Regions from separate parts of the Mus musculus genome. Here all the other regions are linked to region 2. Evidence: chromatin contacts called from public HiChIP or PLAC-seq and Micro-C data. All regions are on one chromosome and are shown on one strand. Each heading gives the region's core, a stretch centred on a gene start, on an enhancer-like site or on the middle of the called end of the contact. The rest is flanking DNA. Distances are from core to core; before and after follow the strand shown. Region 1 holds the start of Bmt2 (base methyltransferase of 25S rRNA 2). Region 2 has its middle 13 kb from the start of Gpr85. Region 3 holds the start of Tmem168 (transmembrane protein 168).

Region 1 (4,052 bases), core at 773-3,272, 180 kb after region 2:
GTGAAACATTCATATTAAACAAATAAATACCTAATATTCACTACAAATGACATGTGTACCTAACTTTGCTGTGAATTATGATGTAGCTTTCAAATATTTTCAACATCATTTGCTTTTAATATTTGTGTGTGTTGGGGGAAGGAACCCAAGTTCTTCTTTTCTTCCCATGTAAGGCCACAATGCCTGCTGGTTCCTTGCTAGTTCTTGTAAGGTCACTTCACGATTACAGTTCTTCTGAAGTTTGTTTATTTTGGCCTGTGTCTAATCTACTTCTTCACAGTGATATTTCTGCTCCTGTGGTCTGGAAAGCATGTATAATGTTTTGTTGGTCAGAATCATCTTAACCAGGAAGTATCATGAAATAGTTACTGTATAAACACAACATGACCACTCCATTCCATGTTTGAGGGGAAGGTTTGTATGGTAGATAGAAAGAAGAGAACAAGCAGAGGTATCTGGAAGAATCCAGAGCAGAGAGAAGGGACAGCAAACTATACCTGAGCAAGAAAGAGCAGGAGCAGAGTAGAGAGTAATAGAAGGAAGGAGTGGGGGAAGGGGGTGAGGGGGAGGAGTGAAAGGAAGACCAAGAGAGGACCAAGAGAGGGCAGAAGAGAGGACCAAGAACACACATAGCTGAAATAGTAAGGGTTATAAGGAGAATGAGATGTTAGAAGAAAGGAAGCTATGGACATTAACTGTGTAACAGGCATTTGTGATGTGAGAGAGCCTGGAGGCCAGCATGCACTTCGCTATGCTGTTAGGTTCCACAGATAACAAATTATCCCTTCTGAGAATGGTAAAAGAAATGGCTCCCTTTAGCAGAAAGGAATCAGCTTCAACAATTCCTGAGGAATGTGGCTTTTTGTCTAACCCCCAGAATTTGTGGAAACAGCGTTTCCTTTGGACCCAACAGTGACATAAAGAGAATGTTACTAATATTACCAAGACATTGATCTGAAAGTTTCAATGCAACAATGTCTATACAATGTCTATACAATGTGATGTAACCAATAGCTGTAAAGTGCACAATCAGATACAAGTCATTCCCAGGTCTGCCTGATGCACTACCAGCAGCCTAGGTAAGTACTAGTACAGAGCGAATGCAGTCTCTTTTTGGAGATTGGGCTTCCATCTTTCTTAAACAAGTCGGCAATCACATACCCTTAATAGTGTTACACACAAATGAAAGAAGTTGGAAAGGGGGAGCCATTTACTGAATTTTGCATGGACTAGTGGACTAACTGTCCAAAATATGAGAGACCACCTGAGCAGACTTTTCTGTGGGTTCTGAGATGACCTACAATCAATGCAAGTTTTCCAGTAACCCATTCTTATGGTCATTACAGAAGTTCTACAGGGAGACAATATGGCCTTTTGGTGTTTTAACTTGTCCCACACCTCCTACTATTTTTTTTTTTTTTTATCTTTCTTTCCCGCAATTCATTGTCTTTCGTGTAGCAGCAGTATGCCAAGCATTAACCTGGGTTAGCTAAGAGAATTACATCGGGATTTGGTAGTTTGACCTCTCCTTGACCCCGATGAAGGCTTTCAAGTTTGGACTCCTTGAAATGTAAAACCCTGCGTAGCAGCCAAGTCTTCAAAGGGTATTTAGCTGAAGGGAATTGTAGAGGTGCAACAGGGTGCAGAGGGAACTCAGGTGGACGACCGCGTCCTGTGGCAGCATCACCCAAACTCCCAGCGGCCTAGGAAGTTGGGAGACGTGCCAAAGCTGGACCATACAATGAAGCTCAAACTAGGCAAATAACTCTGGGGCGCAAGCGCACCCCATACCACAGGCCTCCTCCCCTAGGCAGCCCCGGCTCCTCCGCACAGCATCCGGGGCGTGGCCTGGCGAGGAGCCCAGTGCTTTCTCCGCCTCCTTCAGCTGCTCCTTCCCAAACAACCCGGTGCGCCGCCGCTGCCCTTTGCCCATTGGTCCGCGGCCCTTTCCATTTCCACCCAGCCCTCCGCAGTTCACCAATCACCTTGCGCTATTGGGAAGACACCGCCCCCGAGGCCTTAGCTGTGGCTCCTCGGCCTCCTCCGGTTGCTGCCTCTGCTGCTGCCTCCTCTTCCCCACCTCCTCCGTCCGGGGAGAGACCGCGGGGCCCGAGGGGCGGCGGCGGCAGCGGCAGCGGCGGCGGCGGCAGCGCTATGGAGCCGGGGCCGGGTGGCCGAGGCGCAGCGCGCGGACAGCGGCCCCCGAACGCCGCGCAGCCCCGGGAGCAGGAGCGGAAGCTGGAGCAGGAGAAGCTGTCCGGGGTGGTGAAGAGCGTTCATCGGCGGCTCCGCAAGAAGTACCGCGAAGGTAAACAGGCATCGGGGGAGGGGAGGCGCGTCCCCCGGCTGGGTCAGCTCTTTTCAGCCCCACAGGCCACCATTGACACACACGGGGGCGGCACGTCTGCCCAGGCCGCGATCGGCCGGCCGGCCTCCTGCGGTCGGCTCCCGGAGCCCTAATGGGCAGTCGCCACCCGCCTAGGCCCTGTCCCCAGCGGTGGGCTGAGACCACTGTCACCGAGCCGCCGCTCAGAGGGAGGGAGGGGCTTTCAGGTAAGACCCGAAGAGGGGTGGGGGTGGGGGTGACTCCACCGAGAGACTGGCAGGAGCGAAGCTGCCCCTCGCTCTTCTGCGCTGGACCAGCCTGTTGTTCAGCCCGCTTGGCAACAGCCCCTCTTCCTCTTCGCTCCTTGGCAAGGCCGTGCCGAGGCCTCCCCTGCCTGGGCATCCAGGGCTGCGAAGTCAGCAGGCCCAGCGGAGGATCTCAAGGTGCTTCGCCTGCCGTGTTTCACTGGGGAGAGGGTGGCAGGTAGCTCCCCTCCACCGCAGCTCCATCTTCAAGTTTGTGGAGACAGTCCAGGAAGAGATCTGGGGCAGGTTCTTAAGAGACTGTGCAGGTTTGAAGAGTCTCTAAGCACAGAGACTCTGAAAGATGCCGGTGCCTTCGAAGCTGGCCAGAGGTGCAGACCCCGCTCTTCCATGGGGGCAGCTTTTCGTCTGGCGCATATGCCGGAACAGTGTCTATAGTTGAATTTTATGAATTATCCTGGCATTTTGTAAATGGGGGCTCTCAAACAAAGCAACTTTATAAGATTCGGAAGGTGACACTTTGCATTATTCTTCATGTGTTCAGGAAAAAAATTCTCATAAAGTGTTAAAATGGGCTACTTTCAGCAGATTTTTCTTTAGCTTAATTGCAAAATGAAAACTCAGCAGCGTTCTAATGTCAGTCTTTTAACTAGTTAATAATTTAGGTTAAAAGAGAAATTATGACAGTGAAGGAACAAAGACTTGTGAGATCATGTCACTTTTCAGTTATGCACACTTTTCAATTACTCTGAAAGTTCAGTCAAGTCTATCTTCCTTTGAGTGTCGTTGATGCATTTTATTCTTAACACTATTCAAAGTTCTTTCCTTGACAACTTAGCCCTGGCTTTTAATAGAGGCCATTTGATATCCCCAAAGATGGCTAATAGCTATTGTTTGATAGGTACTAATAGAAGAACCTTGGCAAGCATATTAAGGTATTGAATTTTTTTTTATTGAAGATACTTTAATTCCCAACCTCAATTCAATAAAATGAGTGGTTACCATAGCAACAGTTGCATCATTCTTGATAGTCACAAAATGCACTTACATAATGCCATTCTCTAGTGGTTTTTATGTTGTTTGAAGAAATGAAGAAATAAGTGGACCCACTTTTCTTCAATTTATCATGCCATTTTGTACAAATTTTCTGTGCATCTTTTAAAAGAAAATGACTAGTATGTAATTCAGTTTCTATTCTTAACCTTTTTGTAATAATTTCATTGTTATTCATTTATTCATAAACGAATAGGTTCCACTTAACACACTGCTAATGTGTCATTATCTCTTTAAGCTGCTGTTTATGCATGCTTAGTCTCACATGTTTAAACATGTCCTTACGCCCAAATTCTAACTAGGGGAACACTTGGTTCATAATGAGGATTGATACTTAGAAATTACCAGAATGGAGAGCAATTCAGTAGTTCAGAAACAAATGATCTGATGTGACTTGGGCAGGTAGAGAT
Region 2 (4,168 bases), core at 119-2,618:
AGTGTGACATTCACTTCTTTCCAGTTCTTCTCTATTTCTTCCCTTTTCTTCTCTCCTTCACCTACCCTGACCCCACTTCTTTTCTCTCCACCATGTAAGAATATACACAAGAAGGCCTCTCCAAACTAGGCAGAGGGTTCTCAGAAGACATCAAATTGTCTGACATCTTGACCAATTTCTAGGCTAGAGAACTGTAAGACATAAACTTCTGATATTTAAGCCACTCGGTCTATAATATTCTGTATAAGCAGCCTAAACTGAGTAAGATATTTCTATCTCATATCATTGAGAAGTTTCATCCATCTTGCTGTCCTGACTGCCCCATAGCAATACATAGACACCCACATATATGCACGCATACCGTTTTCTATTTGTGTGATAATAACCATACCATTTATTGAGTACTGACCATTGTTGTGGCCGCCAGCAGCTCGCAACGTGAACGGTTCGACTGAGAAGGCCGCTCGAGCTGTAAGAGAGGAATCTAGACGGGGCAAAAGAAGAAATGTAGCCAAGACAGTTACTCTGATCAAGGCTCAAATTTTATTGTTGCGACACTAGTTATGAAGGAAGGGGGAGGGGACCCGATTCCCGCCGAATAATCTCTGGTCCAGTAGAAAGGTGCACGTGTGTGGCTCCTCAGGTTCCAGCAGTGGGCGTGGCAGAACGAATGAGCAGGAAGCTCCACCCCGAGCAAGCAGGTTTCAGGCTGGGGGAGGGGAGACTACATCTCCTCCCTATTATTAACAAAATAAAAAAAAAAAGAAAAAGCTGGCCTGAGGGGGGAAAATTATCTATGCTCAATAGTTATGCCTGGAATCTAGGGCTAAAGAAAAAACTTGCTTCACTGGGATTTTTTAACCTTTCTTATGGTAAACTGTATCTGGCTTAAGACTGTCCTTTCTAGTAAACAACTGAAAGGCCTGGAGCTGCAGACTCTGACTTTATAATGCTAATTAGTACTTGGTAGGTAACTTTCTAGTTGAATTTTAAGTAGGGCGATGGAACTCTGGCTAAGTTTGACTGAAAGATGTGAAAATAGCACTAAGTTGATATTCCTCCGCATTTTTGGAAGATAGGTGGGAAACAGGGAGAAGGAGTTCGACCGGCTCTTGTTACAAGGCCAATTGGCTTTTTTATTTGGGTGGGAGGCAGTGAAGGGATTGACCTTTCAATAGTGCGTCTCCAATCTCTCTCCCCCCTATTAATTAAGTTAAAATAAGGCAACGCCGTAATACCCTATATGAAACTCAAAAAGAGGATCTAAATTTCCCAATATCACACACATGGCTAGTAAACAGTAGAGAATCAAAGCCAGACTGTTTCCACATCCCACGAACACTTCTTACAGGATTCAGACTAAAGAGAGGGAGGAAATCCATGGTTCTCCCACCATCTGGTTGAGCCATTTTTCAAAACTCTTTCCTTGGTCTGGCCCAGATCCACTGTTTACATGCCCACTGCTCTGCCCTCTCTCCTTGGATCTGTTCTTTCTGCTGTTCATTAATTTAGCGGTTTCAGAACTAATGGTAGATAGACTATGATTTGAAAAACATCAAAACTCAAGCTTTCCAGGTACCTACAGCATGGAACTTGGCAATGCCAGCCATACCTAGTACAAAGCATGAGACATTTTATGTCACACAAGGTACTTGAGCACATCTGTGGAAGTGCTGATTAGCAAATGGTTAACACTGAATCAAAGCTGAACAGTTCCTTTCTTTCTCTGTCACCAGGAACCGCTACCCTAAATGTCATTCAGAATGCCGTGCCCTAATTTCTGTATGAGCTGTCTTATGAAGCTTACCCTGTTGATTACCTTCTTGGAACATTATCTTCATTTTTTGACTTTTGAGAACTGCATTTACTTATTTATAGAACACATATCTGCTAAGAAACTATATAGTTCTAGATAACCATATACTTGGTCAAGATATGTTATTAAAACTGGAGCTGGGCGTGGTGGCGCACACCTTTAGTCCCAGCACTCGGGAGGCAGAGGCAGGCGGATTTCTGAGTTCGAGGCCAGCCTGGTCAACAAAGTGAGTTCCAGGACAGCCAGAGCTATACAGAGAAACCCTGTCTGGAAAAAAACAAAACAAAACAAAAAACAAAACAAAACAAAAAAAACCCTGATGTTATTAAGTAAACAAATATTAGTTGATGTTAGTGATTTTAATCAAATATTGTAACTGAGAGGGCTGGAGAGATGGCTCTGAGGGTAAGATAGCTGACTGCTCTTCCAGAGGTCCTGAGTCCAATTCCCATCAACCACATGATAGCTCATGGCAATCTATACTGGTATCTGATGGCCTCATCTAGTGTGTTTGAAGAGAGCAACAGTGTACTCACATACATTTAATTAATTAATTAATTAATTAATTAATTAATTTAAAACATTGCAACTGAAGAGAAACATATTGATGGGATACATAAGCAGACAACTAAAGGAAGGAAAAAATCTGAATTCTGTGGCCGAGTGAAGGATAGTCACACACAAACACCTTAATCTCCTCTTCTTACACTGACTCCCTTGTAGAATCTCTCAATATTGTCTTGCTGATAGAAGGTCCTAAAAATCCACTATGAACGGACAATATGTAGCCAGCTCTGGCTTTCCAAATTTAAATTTTATACTAGCCGCTACTTATAGATGATCCCGTGAGACTGGATGATTGTTAATTTATGCTCGCTTGCTAAAATTAAACTTCATCTGTCAACACTGGATGTCTTGTCTGATTTCCTTGTGTGGGTGTGTACGATCATCAATCTCCTAGCTAACCAACCTCGAACTTATTCTAATCCCATAGCCATGCTCTGATTCTTGCATCCACTGGTCCTTTCTCTCTGTAGTCCTTTCCAGTGGTTGTTTGTTCTATCATTGTAGTAGTGGTAATGACTGGACAACTGTCTACAAGCACAAATATTTTTAAATTATAAATGTCTCTGGCTTTCATCCAGCCAGGGAGGTGGGGGTGGGGAGGTGGAGGGTGTGTGTGTGAATACTGTCACTGCATTTTGAGTGTGTTAATCTACACCTCCTCAGCTGTATGGGATGCCTTCTGAGATGACAGGGCAAACAAAAGAAGACCAGCAGAGATGGGTGTCAGCCCCCAGCTCCAGTCCCACTTCCCTCACATCAGCTCAGCTCGCCCTCATTTTATATTGAATTTCAGTGTGATCAGTGTAAATGACAAATGTGCCACCATCAAAAAAAGCTCAAGTACACGAGAGTGAAGCCTGTCAGGTCCCTCTTCTTTCTAAAGTTAAAACCTCATGGACTCGAGAAAGATAATGAAAGTACTACTAAAGAAATTTGCTAGTTTAGACTTCTACTATATGCGTCTTTAATGGATCCTGGAGTTTTGTTATGAATTTGACATGACAGTGCATGAGTTCCTTTGGTTTCCCAGAAGGTAATGGAAATCTGGAAGAGTCCAGGACATCTGTAAAGAAGTCAGAATTTCTCTCTAAAACGTTAGTTCTTGAAGTTATAGGACCTTGGCCTTTTCCCCAAACTAAAGCCATTTATGAATGCGCCTTCCACAGTCTTTCTACATTTCACAGAGAATCTGTGAAGAGTGGGAGTTTCTAGGCTACGAATTCCTGAGATTTGATTTTTTTTGTTTAATGTTTTATCCAACTTTTCAAAAGTCAATAAGTAAATAGTGCTTCACATGCATTTCTCTGGAGTGTGAAACCAGCCCGTGTGAGCTTCATGATGCAAAATGTGGACTACACCAAGATGAGCTGTGGTTATGGAGGTCTATACATTAGCTTCTGAGGGAGTGACTTAGGAAGACAGTCTCAGGGCCAGCAGGCTGACTGGAGCCAATGGCTCAGGTCTTACCAACTGATTTCTGTTTGTTTGTTTTTGTTAACGCTCTTCATCTGCTTAATTTGCTGCATCTAAATTAACTCCGAACCAATAGAAATTTGCTTCTTAAAGCTTCTTATTCTCATACATGGACTAGACGGTGTAGAACTGGTTTCAACATCGGAACTACTGATATGACTCTCGTGGGACAGGTACTGACAACATGCATTAAGCCAATGAAACGTTTTTAAGTTTTCTAATTGATAGCCAGGCCAAGAGTGGACTTGTGCCTCTGAAAAGTCTCTTGCTGTTCAAGATAAGAGGTATGGAGTTTTCAAAGGCAAAAGTCAT
Region 3 (4,188 bases), core at 862-3,361, 250 kb after region 2:
AGTGGAAGAAAGGCCGGATTGTTTCAGAGAAACAGCAAAAAACCCCAACTGTGAGAGAAAACATGCTTAGGCTCTTGGCCGTATATGAAAGTAAAAGAAGAAAGAGAAAAACTCCTAAGTCAGAAAAGCTGCTAAGTCACATGGCAGGGCTCTGTAAGCAGTGAGACTTCTGGGAAGGAAAGCTCACTAAGAGGATAATTATTCCTCCCATTCCTTTCCTGAGGGACAGCCCTTTGACCAGATAATAGGCAGGCCTAGCTCCACTGACTCTGAAGGGAGGAGACAATGGCATGAAATGTTACAACCTTTGGAGCAGATCGGAATGTCAGTTCTCCAACCAGGGTCAGAAGTAGATTCCATTCTTTAGACCAGGAGGAAAAATCTTTCCCTTAATGAGTCTCAACAGAGCTCTGGTGTCCTCAAGCGTCTCCAAGGCGACTGTAACTTTAAGAGACATGGAAAAAAAAAAAAAAAAAAAAAAAAAAAAACCACACACACACACAGATAACACTAATATAAATTAAGTGTTGAGAACTAGCAAGGGCCAGCAATATTTGATCCCTTTGTTTTAAAAACATTAAAACATTTCTATCAGAAACTTAAGCTAATGCCATAGTAAGAGAAACTGGACAGGGTGGCAGGGGCTACATTTGAGGAAATGAAAGCAGGCTGGAGCACAGAGTTGGGGAGTGTGTGGGAGTTTAAACTGGAGGTGAAAAACACACAATTTGTTTCTATATGAGGATGTTCCTCTGTCCGCCCCCCCCCCCCCCCTTGCTCCATCATGCAAGCTAGGTAAGCATGCTACCACTGAGATAACACCCACATGCCCTATTTAAGGATTTGGAGGTTTATCTGAAAGGATAAGCCATTTAAAGGTTGTAAGGCATTTTTAAAACACACATTCTCCCTCAATCCACAGAAGAAACTTTGTCGGATAGATGTTATCAGTGTTTGTTTACACATGAGCGGGCTAGGGGTTTGAAATGGTTTGACCTATATGAGGGGCTGCAAGCAGCAGGAAATGGAATCAGAAGGCAGGCAGGGACTTTTTGGTGGAAATGTTTTTTTTTGGGAAAGGAAAGGGGTTTTCTTGCTTTTTGCCTGGCCGTATTCTATTCAGGCTTCGTTCAGAACTTGTTTTTCAGGCCCAACTGTGCATTCCCTAGTAAAATCTAGTTTTTAACTAAGAACGCCATGAAGTCAGTTTAGCTTTCTATCTTTCTTATCTTCCTGTTTTCAAGGTAACAAGTACCTTTGTTGTGTTAGCAACAATGTTGTTATGCTTCCAAGTCATTGTCCCCCTTAAAGCTAATGTGATTCCCCATTTGCTCAAGCATCCCTACCGCATCCTAATCGTTAAAGTCCCACTTTTACAAGCTCTCTATTGAACTGGAACCATTATCTCCTCTCCATTGCAAGATGGATTTATAGCGGTCCGTACGCGAACGAGACTGTCTTAAAGCCCTCCTTAACAACGTGTTCTTACAGGTATTGAATATCTTTTAAATTCATTTTGTACATGGAGGGACACACTGTTTCCCTGTATATTCACAGTCCTGTGAGAAAGGTTTTGTTACCATTTCACAGATGGAGAAACCAATTTCAACCCCTGAGACTGCTGCTCCGCAGCACCTGTGAAATGCGGCGCTCACGTGTGTACAACTATGTTAATTTAAGTGCCATCAGAATGCAGATTAAAATCATCTGTGGTGTTTGAAGGTGCGCTTAGGGCCAAGGAAAGCTAGCTAGGGCTGTAGAATAAAGATGTTCAGGATTGGGGATTAATGGCGGACTTAATTAGAAAAGCAGGCTGGGGCAAGGAGAGACAGGTTTTGAAGGTTTGGTCAGCATATGCAAAGCCATATATTATACCACCTATATGAAAGAGCAGCAACGCCTTCTACATAGATTTATAGTCCACTTGCAATTATCCCACTCTAGCTGGCTCAGTTTCGGTCCAACTCTAAGCGGTGACCTCGCTGCTTTGGGGCCTGATCATCCGTGGTCTTCCCTGCTTTTGCTGCTAATCCCGGGTGGGAGTTAAACAGGCCCAGGGTGGGGCAGCGCAGCGAGCACCTGCCTCCCCAGGCTCGCCGCTGGGCGTGGAGAGCGGCTAGGAGGCCGGGCCAGGGAAGGAAGCGCGCGGCGCGCCTTGTCCCTGACGGCGATCCGTAGCGCTGGGAGTCAGCGGCGGAAACATGGCGGCCGTGTCGGTCCTAGCGAAAGTTTCTACCGAGGCCTTGCGGTGCTAGTGCGGGAGGCCTCGGGCTCACGTCCCCACATCACCTCCGCGTTCTGGCTCGGAGGCTCCGCGCCCTTTGGCTCTGCGAGCTTCGCAGCGGAAAGAGCGAGGCTCGCTGGCGACCGCTGACTCGGGTAAGGGGCATCCGGGAGCCGAGGGGCGGCGGAGGGCTGGGGCGCCGCCCAGGGTCCGGCTGAGCCGGCCAGGCCCCGCCCCGTCGGCCTCCTGGTGGGATCGATGCTCGGGGGCTGGCGACCGCCAAGGGAGGGCGTGCCTCGGTGTCCCGCCTCACCCTGACCCGGGAGTCGCGTGGTGTCGCCTCGTCCCAGAGCTAAGGGGTAGCGGAACAGCCAGGGTCCCGAGCCCACTTCTCCATCTCTCGCTAGATCGAGCCCTAACGGGAGAGAAGTTACCATAGCTGCTCAAAAAGGAGAGTCCGAGTTGCCATTCTTCTAGTTAAGAGGTGGGCCGAAAGAGTTATTAGCAGGAACTCAGAGAAACTAGGCTGCAGGTCTCCAACTCCTGACGGCTCAGTGTTGTTCTTTCAGGTTTGGACATTTCCCCTACGAGGAACAGACATAGATTTCCACTGAAGGATTATGAAAGCGATACATTGTGTCTTGAAGTCCATTGTCTTAGGACACCATGAGGGCACTTTTCTGTTTTGGAAGAAATTTGGTGAATTAAGTGAAGGTTGGAGTAAAGCCAAGAGCAGACAAGCCAATGATTCCTGGACTCTCACTTAAGTACTAGTGCTAGCTGTGGCTTATTAGAAAGTGGTTTATTTTATCTGCATTTCTTAAGTAGTTTTTTCTATTATTAGTCAGTCTCCTCTCCCCGCCCCCCCCCCTTCGGAATTGAATGTTAACTTGATTACAGACTGCTGGATACTGAGCGTGCATTGTGGAAGACAGATCTCCCCAGAGACTTTGTGACCTGTGAAGAATGCAGACATTAAACAAATGGTGAAGAAAAGAGTAGTTTTACTTTTCCATTTCAGAGAGAGTGATCCGAGAGGCGATTCTCCTACGAAAAGAATTGTAAGCCCACACCTGAATGAAGGGTTTGACAGATAAAGGGCAGATAGGGCTAGGAGGAGGAAAAGGAATATGTCCAGAGAGGGCACGCCATTTCTGTAGTTCATAATTGAAGTGTAGTTGGAATAAAAGTGAGAGGAAGAGCAGTAACAGATGGGGCAGTTATTCCTGTCCACTGTGTAGCACTTTATAAAGGCACTGAAAAGTTTACACTGTAATACTGTGAGGGGTGGAAAGCCAATAGAGAATTTTGCATAGTGGAGCATAACACGATAAAATTCGGGTCTTAAAAACACACTTTAAGAAGGGCAGAAGTTGATAGGGAAGGGAAAAAAAAAAAAAAGGAACATGTTTAAGAATGAGGTCATTGTCACCAAAATTTAGGTGGTGATTTTTTGGCGGATAAGAAGTAGTAGAAATGTGAAAGAGATGCTTAGGGAAAGAGAAATCAAGAACGTGTGAGGATTAACTCATGGGTCAAGAAGTGTGGGGGAAGGTTAAAGGAGTAGATAGGACTATAGTGGGGTCAAAGCCAGCGCCTCCCCAATGCTAAGTATGCTTTCTGAGTTATGACCCCAGCCGGAGATCTTTCTAATGGACTTTAGCAGTGACTTGCTCATTGACTCCATTCTGCTTTTATTTGCCTCTGGAGTCTTCCATCAAATCATTAGGGAAGGCAGCTCAAGTAAAAACAGTCACAATGCTTTTAAAATTTGTTTTCATTTCTAGTTAAGGCTATTTTTAAAAGTCAGAATGGGTAAAAACCTTTAAAACTAAGGCTCATAAGAATGTGACTGCACAATATTTCATGGTACAGCTGTAGTTCTTTTTCAAAATTACATAATATATGGAAGCAATTTAGATTGCTCAAAGCCTAGGGTTGGGATTAAGCATGGGTTAGCAATG

The links. A called contact is a pair of places that touch in the nucleus more often than the background predicts. HiChIP or PLAC-seq counts read pairs in DNA pulled down with a chosen protein or histone mark.
Region 1: a contact with region 2 is called in a Micro-C map of embryonic stem cells, with 2.5 times the contacts expected there. The contact joins the promoter of Bmt2 here to the enhancer-like site in region 2. A contact is called at or near these places in 1 of 39 promoter capture datasets (neural stem cells), 19 of 484 Hi-C or Micro-C datasets (the AtT-20 cell line, CD4 T cells, CD8 T cells and 12 more), 6 of 115 datasets of contacts at active chromatin or transcription factors (bone marrow-derived macrophages, embryonic stem cells, extraembryonic endoderm stem cells and 2 more) and 2 of 9 other capture datasets (liver and macrophages).
Region 3: an H3K27ac HiChIP or PLAC-seq map of embryonic stem cells shows a contact between it and region 2, with 3 times the contacts expected there. The contact joins the promoter of Tmem168 here to the enhancer-like site in region 2. A contact is called at or near these places in 6 of 39 promoter capture datasets (the 3T3-L1 cell line, the C10 cell line, cranial neural crest and 3 more), 16 of 484 Hi-C or Micro-C datasets (CD4 T cells, the G1E-ER4 cell line, LSK cells and 11 more), 13 of 115 datasets of contacts at active chromatin or transcription factors (the SCID.adh cell line, bone marrow-derived dendritic cells, bone marrow-derived macrophages and 7 more) and 3 of 9 other capture datasets (adipose tissue, embryonic stem cells and liver).

What each region holds. Positions count from the first base shown.
Region 1 is chr6:13,675,936-13,679,987 of GRCm38.p6, reverse strand. Bmt2 (base methyltransferase of 25S rRNA 2) reads left to right here and starts at 2,022. Exons shown (of 5, transcript NM_175312.4): 1 at 2,022-2,308. The coding sequence starts at 2,155.
Region 2 is chr6:13,850,586-13,854,753 of GRCm38.p6, reverse strand. No RefSeq gene overlaps it. Among named protein-coding and RNA genes, the nearest start is that of Gpr85, 13 kb to the right of the region's middle. Within about 2 kb of position 1,368, at least 10 of the 459 cell types and tissues checked have an H3K27ac peak or open chromatin away from gene starts, as enhancers often do. A contact at or near this core is called in embryonic stem cells, where this site is marked.
Region 3 is chr6:13,606,021-13,610,208 of GRCm38.p6, reverse strand. Tmem168 (transmembrane protein 168) reads left to right here and starts at 2,111. Exons shown (of 5, transcript NM_028990.5): 1 at 2,111-2,379.